Regions from separate parts of the Rattus norvegicus genome. Here region 1 is linked to region 2. Evidence: chromatin contacts called from public Hi-C data. All regions are on one chromosome and are shown on one strand. Each heading gives the region's core, a stretch centred on a gene start, on an enhancer-like site or on the middle of the called end of the contact. The rest is flanking DNA. Distances are from core to core; before and after follow the strand shown. Region 1 holds the start of Traf5 (TNF receptor-associated factor 5). Region 2 overlaps Nek2 (NIMA-related kinase 2).

Region 1 (6,082 bases), core at 306-2,805, 200 kb after region 2:
AGGCAGAGCTCAGGGTTGTGGACACTTGGGGCTTCCCCTCAACATCTGGGGGATGTAGAAAGCTACCCTGACTCACAAGGGTGTCGTGGGGGACAGAGTGAGAGCCTGTGACGTGAGCGAGGAGGAAACGGGCTGTAAGGGGCAGCTTCACATTCAATGGCTCTGTTTTCTTCAAGGTTTCCCTCAGGAAAGTGGAGATTGTAGCTATGTAAGGCTGTTTCTCCCACTAGGCTAATGGGACTGACTCAGAGGCTTTGGCTCCCCCACTTTGCAAGTACTCCGAGACACCCCAGAAAGGAAAGCTCAGGTCATCCACCCACATCCAGTGGGTTCTCTGCTGACGTTGGCCATCCTTCTCCCATACCACAGGCTTCAGCCATGGACCCTGAGAAAGTCACCCTCCTCTGTTCTGGCCCCTTTCCACAGCTTAGCCCTACAAGAGACCTAGGGAAACTACAGTCCAGGGTCTGGAGACACCCATTTCCTGAACTAACTACACAAACAAAACTGAGGCATTTCCACCTTCATCTCCCACCCACCTTCCCATCTGTAATTTCTGCCTTTTCTGTTCAAATCAGTCTACCGTGGTGTCAGGTTTTCATCCAGACCCTCAATTGTGTTAAGATCTCTGGCTTTGGGCTGTATGAAGCAGATCAGCCGGTGGCAACTGGATTGGAGAGGTCCGGTTAACCCCGGCTTTTACCGTCTAAAATTATCTCACACACCCAGGAAGTTCTATTCTCAGAAATGCCTTAACCAATTTATTTACATGTAAGTATTCCCGACGACTTTAAAAATGCATATATTCCTGGAAAAGGAAACCGTCCTCCTCGGCCCTAATCTAGTTTTCGCACCTATGCCCCACCTTTACTGCAACAAGCTGGATTGGGGAGAAGGGAATCTCTCCTCATTTCACAGACAGACCTTAGCCCACAACCGGACCCCAACCAGCCCTGAGCCTGCAGCGGCGAGATAAACCAAGTTCTCATGAAAGCAAATCTGAAATAGCCAAATATGGAAAGTCAGCAGCCTGAGTGGAGAGGCTGAGGAAGAAAGAAGCCAACCAGAGTGGCCCAGAGGGACCTGCAACAAAAGTCCTCAGAACTGTCCTCAGTACTGTCAGACCTCGCAGTTGGATTGCAAGGGGGTCAAGCAGTGGTGTGAGAACGGTCTCCGCCTACCCTGCAGTGGGTGCTCACCTCTAGGCGCCTGGGTCTGCCGAAATCTGGAACTCAGCTTCTGCAGAGTCGGGTGCTATCTCCAAATGAGCACGCGCTATAGCACCGGTGCAGGTTCGAGTCCCTGGCATTAAGCTCACGTTAATGGGCTGTGTTCACAAGTCTTGCAAAAGTGCCCCGGGCCGGGCGCGGATGTCCCGGGTCGCCTCAGTCCACCCGCTAACACACACGCCTCCAACCCACCTCCCTGAGCCGCTTTCGGTTTCTGAGGAGCCGGGATGGTGAGCTCACCCGGCCTTTCCCACTTGCGGGGCTCGCGGAGTTCCGCGGGCGCCCTACGGCGGCGAGGGCAAGGCTGCTTCGCCTCCGCAGCCGGCTAGGCCAGTCCCAGCCGCGGGCTTCGGGGGGCGGGGCCGAGGACGGGGGCGTGGTCAGGGCGCCCAACAGGCGGAACCTAGGATGGAGGCAAGGTAATGGCGCCCAACAGGCGGGGCCGAGGACGGAGGCGTGGTCACGACGCCCAAGAGGCAGGGCCAAGGATGGGGGCGTGGTCGTGGCGCCCAAGAGGCGGGGGCGTGAGGCTTCTAGGGTGGCGGCCGGCAAGTCACCAGAGCTGGGCAAAGTATCTCCCTAGATGCTGGGAATCACCCAGACTCTAGAAGCCTAGGCTTCTCTTTCTAGAAACATTAGTACCTTATGAGCCTTTGAATTGTATATATTTTGCTCTTCAATCAGCCTCCCTCCCGACCTGCCAAACCTATTCGTTCTGGAGTGGACACGTTTGCTTAAGATCAGAGGTCTGATTCAAATCCCTTCTTCCCTGAGCTTGCTACAGTGCAGTGCGAATCCGTCAGCCCTCATCCTGCTGTTAGCTTAACGCTGGCTGTTCTCTTGTCAAAAGCACCCCAGACAGTTCTTCTGGTCTTCAGAGCCACCTGGTGGAGCGTGCCTGAACTATGAAAGCTCTATCTGAGCTCTAGAGCTGATCTGAGTGGACCTACCCAAGGCTAGAGCTTGAATCCTAGCCTCCCAACTCCTAAACACAGGACTGTTACAATGTATTCGCTCTACAGGTTCACAGTAATTGCAGCCTCTATGAACAAAGCAAGCTAGCGGCTCAAATCTAACCCCTTCCAAGTCAGACAAGCGCGGGAAATACTTAGCTGTCTTGAGCATCAAATGCCCATCATGGAAAGGGTACTAGCTACCTTGCAGTGGACACAGGTGTGCAATGAAGCTGGGCAGCAGTTTTAGGGAGCATATGTGGGATCTGGTGGATCAGTCAATAGGAGCCCCACATCCAGGTGCAACTCTTTGGTTAGCGAGATTAAATCCTCCATGGGGAGATGGCCTGTGGGCGTGCTTTGGCAGTCTGTACCAGCTTACTCTTGTGAGAACTGAAAGAGGCTGAGCCCAAGCCTTCTCCTCCCTAACCTTCCCTACAGTATATCTATTTACCTTACTTTCCACTTCCCTTCACATGATTGCAAGGTGACAGGACCCTAAGTATTTAGACACCACAGGGAATATAGATTGGAAAGACAATGTCTGGAATGAATAATGTAGCTAGGGTTCTGAAAGGAGCAATCAATTCTAAATATGAGCCCAAGATCTTGGTATAATGAAGTCCCAAGCTGAGAAAGAATTTCTTTTGCTTGCATGCATGACTGTGTACCACGTGTATTGCTGGCGCTTAAGGAGTCCAGAAGAGAGACCAGGAGTCACAGACAGTTGTGAAGCATCACGTGAATGCTGGGCGTTGAACCCAGGTCCTCTGGAAGAGCAGCCCGTACTTTTAGTGCTAACACAGTAGTAGTCAGAAGGGAAGGATATGTTCCCAGCTCCTGGTATTGATCTCAGAGTCAGACTCTTGTAGTCCAGGCTGGTTCACATTTGCTCACTCAAACTCCTGGCCCCTCTCCTCCTGTCTCCTGAACACTGTGATTGCAAGCGCACAGCATCATGTCCAGCTTTCTTGCTTCTCCATGTACATCATGTTTTATCCTTCCCACACACCTTCAGGAATGTTTATGTTTTGTTTTGCTTTGTTTTGAGACAAGCGAAGGCAGGCCATGAGGACAGTAAAGACAGGGCAGGATTTGAGCAGTTTTAGTATTTGAAAATAGTATTTGATTTCCATATAATGTTTAACAGTAAACTGATTAACTAGTCCTTAAACTAAATTCCCCTATAAAGAGAAGGACTGAACTATACGCAAACTCTTTCTGCAGAAGGAAAGGGCAGACAGCTGGTTCTTCAGGACTCTCTACAGTTGCCTACCACCAGTGGTTTGTTTAATCGGCTGGTGTGACTGGGGGCAGGCAGTCTGATGAAGAGGGGAGGCATGCATTATCCTCAGTCTACAGAGAGACTAGTGAGGTCATGTGCTAGTTGAGGACAAGATGCATAATTCCAGGATTGGTAGGCGGAAGCTGGACAGGGTGAAGGCCGTCCTGGGGCCTGCAGACGCCCTTATGATGACCGGAGTGTTCGATGGAGATGAGAAAAGATGAAGAGCAGAGTGCTGTGCGCTGTGAGGAGAGACGGAGCTAGAGCTTCGAAGGCAGTGACAGCGTGAGAGAGGGCTGAGGTGGACAGTGGAGTTGGTGGGATGACGCGCAGCAATCCACAGCGTAGACAGATGCAGGCACCCCCCCTCCTACTCCCAACACGCTACCAGGCCACGGGATTGCCATAGCTCTGGGAAATGGCAGAGGCCCAGCTCGGGGAATGGTTCACTTTCCGGATTGGACCTCCATGGAGGAAACACCGTGGCCCATGGTGTCATGAAGGTGATGTAGGGCGGGGGTTGTCGATGTCCGTGGCCCATGTTACTCCCAAATACCGTGCAGATATTTGTGGTCTACGCTCTGGCCTGAAGCCATGTTGATGTTGGTGGGCTGTGCTGCCAACAGAGGCCATACTGATCTGAGTGGTCTCTGTGGCCACCTGAGGCTATAGTGATGTCTGAGCCCATGCTGCCTCCAAGGGCCTTGTCTGGGTCCATGATCTTGCTGCAGGAGGTAGCCATGTTCACGGACTGTGCTGTTTCCAGAAACCATGAGGAAGCCATGATCTGAGCACCAGCTGACTGCAAAGAGCAAGGAAGCTCCCTTTGGCAGTGATGTCGGTGACTGCAGATGCAGCTGAGAAAGAGAGGCATGGAAGGCCTCTGTAATACCCACTCCAACCCCCAAGTAACAGCCTAAAAAGGAAGCCATCAAAGAGAACTCTTATTTAAAACAAATTTATTTATTTATTTATTTTTTTGGTTTTTTTTTTTTTCGGAGCTGGGGCCCGAACCCAGGGCCTTGCGCTTCCTAGGCAAGCGCTCTACCACTGAGCTAAATCCCCAACCCTAAAACAAATTTATTTTATGCATTCAAGTACACTGTAGCTGTCTTCAGACACACCAGAAGAGGGCATCGGATCCCATTACAGATGGTTGTGGGCCACCATGTGGTTGCTGGGAATTGAACTCAGGACCTCGGGAAGAGCTGCTCATAACTGCTGAGGCATCTCTCCAGCCCAAGAGAACTCTTAAAAACTGTAATAAATGGAAGTGAAGCTCTCTGCGGTTGTTGGGGATACAGTGGAGAAGGACTCAGCTTTCCTTAGGGGGTTTGGCCACTGAAAGTTTGACCACGCTCCAGTGAGTATGTGAACAACACAAATTGGACTTTTTTTTGGGGGGGGTGTAGGTCACAGGGGGTGGGGCAGACATGAAAGGACTGGGAAGTGAGTGTGATCTGGGTGGATGATATAAATATCCCAAAGAATAATATAAATATTATTTTGAAAAAAAAATATGTACTGTCACCTAACAGTAGACGTGGCCAGACAAGGAGAAAACATCTTTTCCTTAGGCTTCAAGTTGCACGTTTAATCTCCCTGGGCTTGAAGTTGCATGATTAACTTCCATTAGAGGCTACGGTGGAAAGTCTGCTCGACAGGTGACAGGTGTGAAGGACGGTACAGCAATCCTCAGCAGAAAGTGTGCTGCACCAACACCTATGCGTTTTCTTCCTGACCAGCAATAGATGACCATATCCATTCCATCAGAGAACCCTGCCCTCAGCTCTGTCTGTGAGCTGACTACAACAAAAAGACAGGCGGAGGGCAGGTCTCCCCAACCTGATAAAATTTGTTTTTAAAGATACTCTTCTGGGGTTGGAGAGATGGCTCAGTGGTTAAGGCACTGGTTGCTCTTTCAAAGGACCCAGGGTCAATTCCCAGCACCCACAAGGCAGCTTTCAACTGTGTGTAGTTCCCGTGGCAGGGGAACTGATACCCTTTTGAGGACTGCCAGCACTGCAGTCACTAGTGAAGCAGTCCCTGGCAGCGGGCAAAATATCCATACACATAAAATGCATTCTCTAAGCCTATGTACCCAGTAGCTGCAATTCTAGCCTAGAAACCTAAGACATGCCCATGTCTCTTTTGTTCTGCTTTTTGTGCTGCTAGCTGGTACAGGATCCCGTGGTCCCGTCCTCTGTGTTTGTTGAAGGGCACACTGAATCCACATGCCTGTGTTTTTCACACCTCTTGTGTCTGGTGTCTGGTGGGATAGCACTTTAGTTAGGAGTCTTACTGTTCTGAGTCTAGACCTGCTGTTATCATACACCTGGGGAAATGTGGATGCCCCTGAAGACAGTTACCTCGTCAGTCTCATGCCTCATATTGTGGGAGTCGTAAGCAAAACAGATGTCTTTCCTATCAAAGGGCTAAATAGGACAAAATTCTATTTAAGAAAAAAGGTGAAGAAGCCTCTTGGCAGAAATTCAAGTCCCTTCAGGTTCAGTGCCTCATGAAATCAAAATATGTGCTCAGGGTGGCCCCTCATCTCAACGCTGTAATCTGCTTCTCTGCTGTCTGCTCTGAGTCAGCCCACACACAGGGGGCCA
Region 2 (6,107 bases), core at 3,401-5,900:
AAGAGGCCATCGGTTCCCCCTGGAGCTGGTAAGCTAATAGGCTCTCAGCCTAAACCATCTCTCTAGCCCCTTTCTTTGATTTTGTGTGCATTGGTGTTTTGCCTGTGTGTATGTCTGAGGCTGTCGGATCCCCTGGAATTGGAGTTACAGACAGTTGTGAACAGTTATGTGAGTACTGGGTCACCTGTAAGCCAGTGCTTTTAATTGCTGAGCCGCCTCTCTAGCCCTAGCCCTTATTTATTTATTTATTTATTTATTTATTTATTTATTTATTTATTTTTGAGATGAGTCTCAAGTAGCCCAGGCTGGCTGTGATGAAGGATGACCACGAACTCCTGAACCCCCCTCTCAGGAGCAGGGTTAAAGATGTGTTCTAACAGCCAGTCCTCTGATTTTTAAAATGGAGTTTCTAGTCAGTGCCTACTACTGTGTGTAGTCCCAGCTTTTGGAGGCTGAGGCAGGTGTCTGAGACCCTTGTCTCTAAACAGAACAAAATGGTGTTTGCTTCCCTTGAGGATAGCAAGGAGAGCTCTCTCATGGTTGCCTTTGAATTGTAAATATCAAACATTTTATTTGTGAGAGTGAGTGAATGAATTGTGCGTTAAGTTGCCAGGACAAGACCTTTGCCCTCTCTCAGTGTAAATGTGAGGATAAAGTGGATACCACCATCTTGGCTGCTGTAGTCTAAGCTACATCAGCCTTTTGGATGTGAAATTTTGAAAATTTTTGTTACAGATAGAAAATTTAACATTTTTTCTTCTCTCTCTTTTAAATTTTACTTTATATATTTCATGGACACCAGAAGAGGGAATCAAATCCTATCGGAGGTGGTTGTGAGCCACCATGGTGGTGCTGGGAATTGAACTCAGGACCTCTGGAAGAGCAGCCAGTGCTCTTCACTCTGAGCCATCTCAGCCCCATGTTTTCCTCTAAACTGAATATTACCAAATGTTGAGGTTCTGTCTTGTTTTCAGTTTAGTGATTTATTTATTGTGGGGTTCATTTTGGTTGTCGTAGTTTGTTTTTGATAGTAAATCCTACACCCAGGGCTCCCTAGAATTTGAATAGCGGAGAATTACTTTTGAGTTTTTAAAGATTTTATTTATAAAATGTTTTTATTTATAAAATGTATAAATTTTATTTATAAAATGTATAAATGTTTTTCTGGAATGATCTACAACGTGTGTATTCGGTGCCTGGGATGACACAGGGCATCAGATCCTGGAATTGGAATTAGAGATTGTTATGAGCTGCTATGTGGGTGCTGGGAAAGAAACCTGGGCCCTTTGCAGGAGCGCCGTGTCTTGGCTGCTGAGATGTGTCTGTAGCCCATCATTTTCTCATGCCTCTACCTTCCAAGTGCTGAGGTTACAAGTGTGGGCCACCACACCATGGTTATTGTGCTTGGAATCCAGCAAAGGGCTCTGTGCCTGCTAGGCAAGCACCCTACCAGCCAAGCTGGCTCAGCCCTCGGGTTGGAAATTTTAAACTTTGAAACAAAACAAGCTCTCACTTCCTTGTTACTTTTCTTGTTATCCTCTCCTTCAGGAGCAAATAAGCCGCTTGTCTTACAATGAGAAGTCGGACATCTGGTCGCTGGGCTGCCTGCTGTATGAGCTGTGTGCACTAATGTGAGTGTGCATGGTTCGGGCTCACACTCTGGTTACACTCACCGGGCCCTGTCACAATAGCAACAGCAAAATACCTGACTTCTACACATTTAGAATGGAACCTGTCGGGCCGAGTCCTGCTGTGTTCAGGAAAATGGGTGCTGGAGGGCAGTTTATAGATCAGGCTAACAAAGAAGATACAGCAGGGGCGGGCAAGGTCTGGGGTTGGGAGAACAGGAAGGACTGAGTCTTGACACTTTCCTCCAGCACTGCCAAGCTGGTCCCCAGGACCACAGTTGTACAGGGATGGAGGAAAGACTTTCCATCACACTGGAGACAGTTTGGGCTGTCCTTGGGTCTAGTAGTTGGAAGCCACAGTGCTGCAGAATGTTCAGAACATGGACATAGCCCAAGTCAGAGAGCTGTTCATCCCTAAAATATGGCAGCCCGGCCTTGTCACACGCACAGCGGCGACACTAACTGTAGCCAGGGAGAGTCCCAGATGAGGGAGTGGAGTGCAGAGCGGACTCCAGTCGCCCATTTGTTCCTGTCCTTTGTGTTCATTGAACATTTTTATAACTTCTGTTCTCCCTTGCCCTCTTCTCTCCCTTCTATCTCTTCCCTCCTTTCTCTTTTAATTTTTTTTTTAAAATCCCAGGCCTCCATTTACAGCTTTCAACCAGAAAGAGTTAGCGGGGAAAATCAGGGAAGGGAGGTTCCGGCGCATCCCCTACCGCTACTCTGATGGCTTGAATGACCTCATCACTCGGATGCTGAATTTAAAGGTAATGGTTGCAAGGCCTTGTGTGCTCTGTCTCAGACTCTGAACTTTGGAGATGTATTCTTGTGTAAAGATGGATGATAACTAAAGAAGCCGTCAGTCTCTCTGGCTAAAATCGTGTTCGCGCAGGCGGACGCTCACAGGTGTGGAGACACGTCTCCTCAACATCCACAGCCTCACATCTTCTGCCACAGTGACCAGTGGGTCGTGGCATGGAAGGACTGAGGAAAGGCCGATCTCAGAGCAGCAGTGAGAGTAAGGAAGGAACCAGAATGGGCTGTTACTCTCCCTTCTCTGTAAGGGATGACAGAGTATGAGAGGAAGGTCAACAGGGTGAAAATATCCTGCAAAGGTTCTCTAGCTGGCTGGTGGGACAGGAGGCAGGTGGTCTTTGTCAGCTGATGAGAGAGAGTGAAGTGGGGAGCTGGGGCTTTGTGGAGGATGCAGGAGGGGTGTGGTGGGGCATGCGGGGGACAGACTGGTAAGACTAAAGGTTGTGAGGATGTCCTTGGTATTTAGAGAAGCAGGTCCCACTTCTGCAGAGCAGCCCAATGATTTCCAGTGTGTGTATAGGTGTGAGTAGTTCTGCAGGCCTGAGCCAGCTCCTTAAAATCAAACAGGAAGATAAACCTGTGTCTTGGTGCAGACCTAGCACTTTGTGACCAGTGAACTTGTGTTTCCAGGTGTTTAACCAGATATCTCTCGATGCAGGAACTGTCTTTTGTTTACCCTGCTAACGTAGCTGCTTTTCTTAAGATGACTCTGATCTGCCTGCCACACTTTCTTCAGGACTACCATCGACCTTCAGTGGAGGAAATTCTGGAGAGCCCTTTGATAGCAGACTTGGTTGCAGAAGAGCAAAGGAGAAATCTGGAGAGGAGGGGACGGCGCTCAGGCGAGCCTTCGAAGCTGCAGGACTCCAGCCCTGTGCTGAGTGAGCTCAAGTTGAAGGAAAGGCAGCTGCAGGATCGAGAGCGAGCACTGAGAGCTCGGGAGGACAGCCTGGAGCGTGAGTAGTGCCCAGAGCCAGGGAGCCAGGGAGCCAGGGAGCCAGCAACTGACTGCAGTGGAAAGGTGGGGCTGGGGACTGAACAGAAGAACTTATATGCACAGGCCATTGGAACCTTCTTTTTCTTTTTAGTTGCAGGTCCTGGGGATTGTATATATATATATATATATACACACACATACATACATACATACATACATACATACATACATACATATATATATATGATTTCATTAGAAATTCTATTAGAAAACCATCCCATGACAATGGTCATGGAGAGAATATAGAGAGAATTTTCTACAGTGTGGTTTTACCTCAGTAATTACAGTAAGAGTTGGGGCCACAGTGTGTTATTTGTTGTGAATTTCTATCAGCCAAATCTAGGAAGCTGAGCAAAATAAAGTACCATTTTGGTAGCAGGTGTGTGTCTGTGCTCTCCTGTTTGGTAGCGGGCATGCGTCAGTGCCCTCCTGGCAAGCATATGGATTGTTTAGAAACAAAGCTGATGAGCTCAGACTTGAAAGCCACCCAGAGGTGGCCTCTACCATGCAGCAGAGGACACACAGAAGACACCCAAGATGCCCAGAGACAGGCCTAACACATCTGCTGATGTTCTTAATTAGACAATCTAGCAAAGTAAATTTGCTCCACTTCAGTATTTGGTATCCAGTTCTGTGAGTCCACAGATGCAGGCTTTTCCTTTACTGGTTTACATGAGGTACATTAATGATGGAACTTTAGAGACCAGTTTCCTTTTTCGCAAGGCTCTTGAAACGACTGCAGGGCACAATTGGTTCATTTCTGAAGGAGCATAGGAGCTCTTGGGAAGGTCTGGTATTTGCACAGATGGTGCTCTGGCTATGCAAAGAGGTAGATCTGGATTTCAATGTTTGGAGCTGAGTGAGTCACCAGAAATCATCAGAACTCACTGTATGATTCATTGGCAAATATTAGCCATGAAGACACTGCCACAGAGTTATGAGAAGTAGTGAAAAGGGCTGGGCATGGTGGCACGTGCCTTTAACCCCAGCACCCAGGAAGCAGAGGCAGGTGGGTCTCAGAGGGCACCAGAGCTGCATAGAGAATCCCTGTCTCAAAACAAAACAACAACAATGAAAGGTAATGAAAAGCATTCTGAGTCAGCTTTGTAAAGGTGAGCCCTTAAAATAGTCGGACGCATGGATGGACGCTGCAAATAAGCTCTGCTTACTCACACTGAGATGATGAAACGGTTGTCAAGAGGAAAAGCGTTCTCAGGCAGAAAGCTCAGTGCAGGGCTGAGCACTTGGCAGTAATATAGAAGTGACTGCAGACAGTAACTTTCTAGGTTCCATATTTGTCACTGCAAGGACCAAATAGAACATGCCTCCATTTGTCTGGAGGATCTGATTGTTCCAAGTAGTAGAACTTCAGCTTTGGCAAATAAATAAATGGATAAAAGGATAAAAATAAAATGTACATGCTGCCTACCTTACCTGCTTTTTTTTTTTTTTTTTTTTTTTTTGGGAGGAACATGACATTGATTCAGACAAATAGATTACAGAGATAATTTCTGTGTGAGAACACTTGCACATGCTTACAGACAAGACATTTCATTGTCTTTTCCAAGTCTGCATGATGCTCATTTGCACTTGCTAAAGTCGAAGCTGTTACAGCACAAGAGGAGTTTGTCCACTGAACTTAGAGTGGCACAGTGAGGGCCGATTCCTTCACAATGCCCAGCTACAGAACTCTGGAGCAAGTGTTTGTGGCTATACCCTGTAGTCTTTTTTGTTTGTTTTTTTCGAAGCTGAGGCCCGAACCCAGGGCCTTGTGCTTGATAGGCAAGTGCTCTACCACTGAGCTAAATCCCCAACCCCAGTCTTTTAATTTTTTTAAACCCTGTTTTTAAAGATGGTTCTTAAATGCTTTGCCCTTCCTTCTAGCCCACCAGAGATAGTGGAAAAGAAAGGCTGTTAGGATACAGGGGCAGTGGACCTGTTTAGCAATTGTTTTTTTGGAGCAGCTCTCACCTGCTTTGTCAAGAAATCAGCAGTTGAGTTCACAAGAATCATCAGCGGTGCTCAAGCTACTCACAAACACTTTATGAACATAGCAGCAGTCTGGTTTGGTGGTGTTGGGATAGCAAACACAGCAGCAGCAGTGGCACGCCAGAGCAGAGACTTGTGCTCTTGCAAAGACGGCCTAAGAGCTCTGATCGGGTGAGGAGCAGCAATCCCAACCTTTGCAGTGAGGTTTCTTTCTACTGGAGCTGCTGCAAAGTGTGGCAAAGTATAGTTTACTGTTGTGTTAAGATCGTTACCAATGCCACCCCATGCTTCAAGACAAAATTACATTTATTTGTAATTAGGAGTAAATATTTCACAATATGTAATTACATATATTTTTGTGATTAATCACTGCTTTAATTATGTTCGATTTGTAACAATGAAAATAGACCCTGCATGTCATATTTATATTGTGATTTATAACAATAGCAAAGTTATAGTTATGAAGTAGCAACAGAAATCCTGTTGTGGTTGGGGTCACCACAACATGGGGAAGTGTATTAAAGGGTCCCAGCATTAGGAAGGTTGAGAACTTTCCCAGCCTGCAAGTGGGGTGAGGAGAGGAGGAGATAGGACCGCCAGGCTGCAGGAGATGTTTGTGGCCAGAGCTCCTTAGTCATTGGTGTTGCTTTTCCATTCCTTTTTTCAAGAGAAAGAAC

The links. A called contact is a pair of places that touch in the nucleus more often than the background predicts.
Region 1: a contact with region 2 is called in a Hi-C map of the A7r5 cell line, with 6 times the contacts expected there. The contact joins the promoter of Traf5 here to the enhancer-like site in region 2. A contact is called at or near these places in 10 of 12 Hi-C or Micro-C datasets (the A7r5 cell line, the Rat2 cell line, Schwann cells and 5 more) and 1 of 1 datasets of contacts at active chromatin or transcription factors (oligodendrocytes).

The regions. Positions count from the first base shown.
Region 1 is chr13:106,148,152-106,154,233 of GRCr8, forward strand. Traf5 (TNF receptor-associated factor 5) reads right to left here and starts at 1,556. Exons shown (of 11, transcript NM_001398701.1): 1 at 1,200-1,556.
Region 2 is chr13:105,940,336-105,946,442 of GRCr8, forward strand. It overlaps Nek2 (NIMA-related kinase 2), which reads left to right. Exons shown (of 8, transcript NM_053691.2): 4 at 1,549-1,631; 5 at 2,269-2,395; 6 at 3,181-3,400; 7 at 6,099-6,107. Among named protein-coding and RNA genes, the nearest start is that of Nek2, 6.6 kb to the left of the region's middle. Within about 2 kb of position 4,651, at least 6 of the 93 cell types and tissues checked have an H3K27ac peak or open chromatin away from gene starts, as enhancers often do. A contact at or near this core is called in the A7r5 cell line, where this site is marked.